Regions from separate parts of the Rattus norvegicus genome. Here region 2 is linked to region 1. The links are chromatin contacts, called in public Hi-C maps. All regions are on one chromosome and are shown on one strand. The core of a region is the stretch at or near the end of the contact, and the rest is flanking DNA. Distances in the headings are between cores, read along the strand shown. Region 1 overlaps Anxa6 (annexin A6). Region 2 holds the start of Gm2a (ganglioside GM2 activator).

What was found. A called contact is a pair of places that touch in the nucleus more often than the background predicts.
Region 2: a Hi-C map of liver shows a contact between it and region 1, with 2.8 times the contacts expected there. The contact joins the promoter of Gm2a here to the enhancer-like site in region 1. A contact is called at or near these places in 7 of 12 Hi-C or Micro-C datasets (the A7r5 cell line, Schwann cells, frontal cortex and 4 more).

The regions. Positions count from the first base shown.
Region 1 is chr10:39,619,368-39,623,162 of GRCr8, forward strand. It overlaps Anxa6 (annexin A6), which reads right to left. Exons shown (of 26, transcript NM_024156.2): 14 at 2,313-2,391; 15 at 198-279. Among named protein-coding and RNA genes, the nearest start is that of Anxa6, 36 kb to the right of the region's middle. Within about 2 kb of position 1,669, at least 3 of the 93 cell types and tissues checked have an H3K27ac peak or open chromatin away from gene starts, as enhancers often do. A contact at or near this core is called in liver, where this site is marked.
Region 2 is chr10:39,717,780-39,721,574 of GRCr8, forward strand. It overlaps Gm2a (ganglioside GM2 activator), which reads left to right and starts at 2,140. Exons shown (of 4, transcript NM_172335.2): 1 at 2,140-2,279. The coding sequence starts at 2,181.

The DNA.
Region 1 (3,795 bases), core at 419-2,918:
CTCACTCCAGACCCTCCTCTAGCCTCCCCTCCCACCTGAGATAGAGGAAGCTCCCACAGAGTCCCCTTATCCCACAGAGCCTAGTTGGAGGCTTCACCCCCCCCCACCCCCCAGCCCAGACCCTCTTACTCAGCCCCTTACTGCCAAACCTGCCTGGCTGCAGCCAAGAGGCCTTTTCTGATTCTTGTCACTCTTACCAATTCCCTTCATGGCTTTCCGCAGGGCCTTGGCATCAGCATCGGGGTTGAAATCGTTGGCCGCACGCACGGTACCCTTCAGCTGTGAGAGGGAGGAAGAGGCTCAGCAGGTGAATGGAGACCCGTGGGGAGCCAGGTCCAGACAGGAGCATGCAGAGTGCCAAGGGCTTTCCAGACTGAGTCCCAAGCAGCCTGGGGAAGGAGGCACAGCAGACAAAGCCCACCCAGGGCTGAGAGAGCAGAGAGTCTCAGGCCTGGGGACAGGTGAGTGCTGGACAGGGAAGGGACAGCCTCTGCAATCAGACTTGGCTCTGTCCCAGCTCCTAAGGCTGAACATTCCCCTGGGGCCTCTCAGCCCCACCCACCCTGCCCCAGGGCCCCGATGCCTGGTGTAGCCATGGCTCCCTGTAAGGAGGCCAAAAGACTCAGAAGCAGAAGTGGTTTTTCAGTCCTGACCCAATGACGTCCATGCTGCTCTCTCCATATCTGCCATTTCTTTTTAATTTTGCTTAAGTGAATTTGGGGTTTTGCAGTTATTTTATTCTGTTTGGAGAGAGGGGTCTCACCGTGTCACTCTATCTGGCCTGGGACTCACTATGTGGACCAGGGTAGCCTCAAGCCCAGAGATCTGCCTGCCTCTGCCTCCTTGAATGCTGGGATGAAAGGCCGTCATCATGACCAACCTTTGCTTAAACAACTTTCTTTAGAGTAGTCAGGAGAGGGATGCTTGCCATTCTGAGCAACACCTTCTGATAGATCTATTTTGAAGTGCATTTAAATACTCATAAAAGGCAATAATTTCTTAAAGATTTATTTGTTTATTATATATGCATGGTGTCCTGCCTGAATATATGCCTGTACACCAGAAGAGGGCACAAGGATCCCACTACAGATGGTTGTGAGCCACCATGTATGTGGTTGCTGGGAATTGAACTCAGGACCTCTGGAAGAGCAGTCAGTGCCCTTAACCAGCTGGGCTCGAACTTATTGAGCTCTGTCTGCCTCTGCCTCCTGAGTGCTGGGTTTAAAACCAGGCACCACCGTGCCTAACCTTCTGTATATATTTATATATCCTCTTGTGCTAACAGGTCCCTGACATATAACAGACATTTAAGAAATACTTATCAATTTAAGAAATAGGTGAATCCCCCCCCCGCCAGCGTTGGCAATTAAATCAAAAGCTATTGAGCTATCTCCCTAGCTTTGCAATAAAAATAATTTTATACTTTATATACTACCACAAGTTAGAAAAAAAATTATCCTATGTCATTAACAGATGATCGTTCATAAAAATGAACGTAATGCCAGCCCCCACTTAAGTTAAAGGTCACCAAATTTAAGAGGCCATGGCTTGCCAAAGGCACTGAACTTTTGGCCAGCTCCCTGGGCTCTCTGTGTAAGAGGGCAGGCACCTCGTGGAGCACAGACGTGGCGACAAGCCCATTTATCCTCACTTATCGGAAAGGCTGGTGGAACTGGGTTTTACTCAACACTGTGGGAGGCGCTTCCATTGGCCAAGCCCAGCTCATTCCTCATATAACCTGAGACCTCCCGCAGTGCCAGCCTTTGCCTTCGAATTTAGGGTAGAATAGAACTTCAGAGCTCAAGAGCCTTAGACCAACCAGGACTGCCACGTCTAACCGCCTCATTTGAAAGGTTCAGACATAGAGGCCGAGGGGGAAGGTGAGGACCCAGCAGTATCTAGAGTAGTTTGCCAGGAGCCTCTGTGAAACCTTTGGTCCTGTCCTGTGTGGACTCCCCAGGCATGACAGTGCTCAGGAATAAACCCCTGAATCCTGCAGTAACGCAGTAAACAGTAGCAGGGGTGCCCTCTCTGCTCTCAGTGTGCAAAGCCCAGCTGCCAGGCCCAGGATGCAGAGGTCCTCATGGAACCAGTCAGGGCTCACTGGAGGAAGCCTTGTTAGTAGAGAGCAGGCAGAACACTCCCTGGGCTGTTAGAACCAGTGCAGGGATGTGGAAGCTTCAGATGTAAGACGCCTCAGCTCCAGTTGGCCACCAGAGGGCAGCTGGGGGCCAACCAGCACAGCGGAAAGATGCAAGCAGAAGGGGAAGCCAGTGATTAGGAGGTCAAGCAGGAAGTGGGGAGGGTCTGACCTCGACTCGGGACACTGCACTAAGTTCCCACATCTGATAGGCCACCTGTGCTGCCTCCGGGAAGAACTGGCCAGCGGCACTGGAACGGAGGGGTTCGGGAAAGGACGGGAGGGAAGGGAATGTCATCATGGGCTACACCCCACGCTTGAGCACACTCTTATGCTGAATACACACATACAGTAGCCAACACACACACACCACACACACACACACACACACACACACACACACACACACACACACACACTCCAAACAGGGTGAGACATCAACACACATTCTAACATAAAGACAAACAGGAACACTTGGTAAGGCAACAATGTGCACCCCAATTCGTGTACCGTAACACATACCCCACCACCACCACACACCTGTCTGGCTTTGTTTCTTCTGTACCATGAGTTTGTCTGAGGACCTTCTACTGCTATGATTCTTTTTTTTTTTTTAAAGGATTTATTTATTTATGAGTACACTGTCGCTGTCCTCAGACACACCAGAAGCATTGGATCCCATTACAGATGGTTGTGAGCCACCATGTGGTTGTTGGGATTTGAACTCAGGACCTCTGGAAGAGCAGTCAGTGCTCTTAACCTCTGAGCCATCTCTCCAGCTCCTAGTGCTATGATTCTTGTCTTCTGTTAAGCTCCCTCCAATCTATGCAGGGCTTTCCCTAGCAGCCTTGTTGGTCCAGGACCAAGAAAGACAGTCCCTCAACCTCTCCTTTGTTCCTTACAGCATGGGTGACTCCTGTCCAAATCCCGTTTCAAATAAGACAAGGGCGGGATATGGCTGCTTCATTCTTTTACCACTTTTTGCAAGGCCACCTGGACATGTGAGAGGCCAGTGTGTGTGGTGAGATTTCTGGCCTCTGGCAGTAAGCGTAGTCAATGGGAAGCTCTTTTGTCCCTTCTTTAACTGGCCTTTGAGCCCTGGAGAAGGGAGTCTAAGAACCTGCAATGTCCTCTGTATAAATTTGGCTGTGTCATGGCATAGTCACCTAGTTTAATATTCCCGGAAGGGTCCCTGTATCTCACCTGCCACCTCCTTTCTTTCCCAAGCTCTCCACAGAACGGCATGGCAGTCACGGGGAGGAGTGGGCCAATTCTCATCCTTAGGCTTTCTTAGAGATAAGTTTTCCAGACTTCTCCTGGCTCCTTCCCCTTTCAATTTTTGAGACAGGGTCTCACGACTCAGTTCTGGCTAGTCTGGGATTTGTTAGGTGGACCAGTCTGGACTCACAGAAATCTGCTTGGCTCTGGTGTGTGCCACCATGCCCAGCTTAAGTACCCTGAACTCTAGTCCCTAGTCCAACTTCCAAGTTCACAGAGTAAAGAGTTCCACACACAGTAGCCACACTTGCTCAGACACACAGTCCCCGAGAGCAGAGATTGGAATACCGAGGGCCGCTTCCCCCCATCCGGCATTCCAGCCTCGAAGGAGACCCAGGCTCATGCAATCCACTCGTCCACTGGGACAGACACCAGAA
Region 2 (3,795 bases), core at 890-3,389, 99 kb after region 1:
CCTTGCTCTATAACAAATTCAAGAGAGTCATGAAAATGAATCAATTAAAAAAATTCTACAGGGGGCTGGAGAGATGGCTCAGTGGTTAAGAGCACTGACTGCTCTTCCAGAGGTCCTGAGTTCAAATCCCAGCAACCACATGGTGGCTCACAACCATCTGTACTGAGATCTGATGCCCTCTTCTGGTGTGTCTGAAGACAGTATACTTGCATTCATAAAATAATAAATCTTAAAAAAAAAGAAAAAGAAAAGCAAAAAATTCTACAGAAAGGGACATAGAGAAAAAGCAAAAATAGCTGGGTTGTTGAACTGGTTAAGACAGTGGTTTTAAAGTCCTGATACTGAGAAGTTCCTTCCCTTTCTCCCTCATAATTTGTTCTTTTAGCACAGCACCTCCCCAAGTTGTTTATCCTATTGGTTTAGGACACAGCCTTATCTAAGGACCATCTTGGGGCTTGAGACTGCTCCATGTAGCTCAGAGGACTGCCCACAACCCTCCAATGGTTACAGTTTTCAACAGGTGACAGCCACCTGCTAAGGGGAGAGAGGTTCCTCGAACCTCCTGCCTAATCTGTAACTCTGACAGGTTCTAAGTGTAGCCCTGACTCAAGACACACCATAGTGATTTATTTCTTTTTTCTTTTCTATTTTTAAAAAAAGATTTTTAAATTTATTTTATGTATGTGAGTACACTGTAGCTGTCTTCAGACACGCCAGAAGAGGACATCAGACCCATTACAGATGCTTGTGAAGCCACTATGTGGTTGCTGGGAATTGAACTCAGGACCTCTGGAAGAGCAATCAATGCTCCTATCTGCAGAGCCATCTCTCTAGCCCCATGATTTATTTCCTACAGAAGGAAGATAAGGAAAAATTCAAGGGAGATAAAGAAAAAGGAGCCCCTTCAACTGGAATCTAGTTGGAGCAGAAAAGCAAGAATCCCAGCACAATTAAATATTACTTAAGGCTTCCCACATTCCCAGTTGTTTACAGTTTTCTAGCAATCTTACTAGAAATTCCATTTACCAAGAAGCACATGTACTCAGGCTCCTGTCTAAGTTCACTGGTTTCTAGTTTTAGCTAACCAGCTTGAAACACTGTCCAAAGCACCTTTGGAGCCAATCCATAACTTTAATGATCGAATAAAGAAACAGAGATGGGGTTCCCAGAAACCCGTGAAGCAATGGGCTTTCAAAATCTTGTAGACAGAATGAGAACTAGAGAAATTGAGTCTTTGAGAAGGCCACAAATCTACTTTCCAGTGTGTTTTAAAATCACCAACTATGCTTCTCCATAGGTCCTAAAATTCTTTTTCAGCGATGAAGCCCAGTTTGGCCTGAGTGGAGGTCTCGAACTCCTCGGGCTATCACGCTGATAGTGTATATGCTCTTTCTGTCGACATTCCTGGTATTTTGTTTGTACCTTGGAAAATGAACTTTGGTGTCTAAACAGACTCCGGCCGGCGATAGGCGCCACCACCCCCATCATCCTCAGGCGCAGGTGCTTCCTTAGGACTAAAAGCCTCAGGGGGCCTGGCAGCGTTTTAGATACTGTTAAATGCCAACAACCAGACGCCAGGGAGTTACAATGTGAGAGGACAGAAGCAGGAAACTGTCGGGGAGCTTTGACTCTATAGAGAAGAACCTAAAAGGGAAAACAACTGAACCTCCCTAGACACACCCCAGAGCTTCGCTCCGCCTCGCCCCTCCACGCCCAGCAAGTTCTGCCTATCTTCCCCCCCACCCCCCAGCCCCCTAGCCCGGCGGCGCGCTGAGCCCTGTTTCTGCATTCTCCTCCGCCCTGGCACTCCGCCCTGCCCCTCCCACCTTTAGCCCCACCCCTTACGTAGCCCCCGCCCCTCGCGTTCAGCCCTTCTCGCCCCCTTAGACTCGCCCCTTCGCTCCGCCCTCAATCGGCTCCGCCTCTTTCGCAGAGCCTTTTTTTTCTCAGCACTTAGCTCCGCCCCTTCCTCCCCTGGCTCTGCCCCCTCAGTAGGCCGTTGAGGGTGGGGCCGAAGTGGGCGGTACTTGGGGCGTGACCGGAGAAATCCCGCCTAGGGCCTGCAATCTCTGCCCCGCGGGGCGGAGCGCTGAGCGCAGCCAGGCATTGCAATAGGGACCTGCTGGCTTTAAAGGCACTGGAGAGTCGCCGTGCCTAGACCGACCTCGAGGACCGTCGCCATGCGTCGTGTACCGCTGCTGCTCGTGCTGGGCTTGCTGTTCGTGCTGGGCTTGCTGTTCGCTGGCCCTGTCGCCCCTTCGCGCCTCATCTCGAAGCGCGTGAGTGCCCCTGATCCTGGAGCAGGCCTTCAGCGGCTGATGGGTCCAGATTGTCCTAGAGGGGCTCCTGTCCTCCGAAGCGTCCTGTCCCATCCTTTCCGGGTGCAGAGCAGCGATTCGAACGCTCCTGCCCCAGACCCAGGATCTCAGCGTGTAACTCGCTGCACTCCCCGCCCTCCTCTTTCACTGTTTTCTGCTTAGCTCTGAGCTCTTTCTGCTGTGAGAGGGTTGAATCAGGCCAGGGGTTTCAAACTTGGCTACCAGGTGACAGAGGGCCAGCCGTGTGATCCCACTGCACCTAGTTGTGAGCCTTTGAGACCCTCCATCTCCTGCCAGTCTTTCACTTCCCTGTCTCTCATTTTCCACGCTACAGACCCCCGGGAAAGGGAAGTTCGGTCATTCTGAGGGAAAAGCCCAGTTCCATTGCCTTTTGTGGTGGCCCAAAGTGCAGGTCCTCCAGATCCCTCCTGCCAGCCGGCTGGATAAAGGGGGAAGGTGTTATGGACAATCTTAGCCTTGGTGTATAAAATGTGTGTGATGTCAGCATAGGGTGAGGGCTTTCATGAACCCGGTGTTTGCAGAATGCCAAAAGAATAGTGCAGTTAGGGCCAGTATGGCCTTGGCCTTGTTCGGTCAGATGCAGGGTGATGTTACTTGTGGGAGGAAGGAACTTTTGACCTCACTGTCCCAGAGGCTAGTCAACTTGTCTCTTGATGTCTCCTAGTGTGGGACTGATAGTCTTGGCTCCGCAGCTCGCCTTGTGAGGTGGAGCCCTGTTAGAGGCAGTAGGCCTTGCAGATATTCCCGTTTCTCATATATGCTTTGTTTGTGGGTTCCATTCCAACTTTCGGTGCTCAGTTAGGCAATTTGGAGGGACTCGGGCATTGCAGGCACCAACCTCCTTTTGCTCATGAGGGACTTTACTCAAGATCACTCAGCCATACTTTTGAACCCCGCTGACTGTCATCACCATGTTCTCTAGAGGCTTATGGGTACAGAACTTGAGTCTGCAGTGACTAGTGATTGACCGAGCTTTCGGAATCCTGGGGTCTTCTTTTATCATTGTCTGGTCCTATGACCCTGCACTGTAGCGACTCAAGATATGGCTGGTTTTGTTTTGGCCACTTACTAGACTCTATGTTGCATAGTGGGTGTCATTTATCATATACCTACTGTGTGCGGTAGGTTGAGCTTTGTACTTTTCCTCTTTAAAGTAGTTAATGATGATTTTGAACTACTGAGCTTCCTGCATCCGTCCCCCAATTTTGGAATAATTTATGGGGATAGTATAGAGTTCTGTGTATTTACCTAAGTGCTTTTGTTAGCATCCCATTTTATCCGTGTACTTGTTAAAACCAAGAAGCCAGTGTAGGTTGGTTACTGTGAACTAAATTAGGCCTTATTTGGGTCTCATCGATTTCCCATGAATGCCCCCTCTCTGTTCCAACTCCTGCTCTGGGGTTCCGTATTGTCATCCCTGTCACATCTTCTCACTCTACTGAGGCCTGGGGCAGAA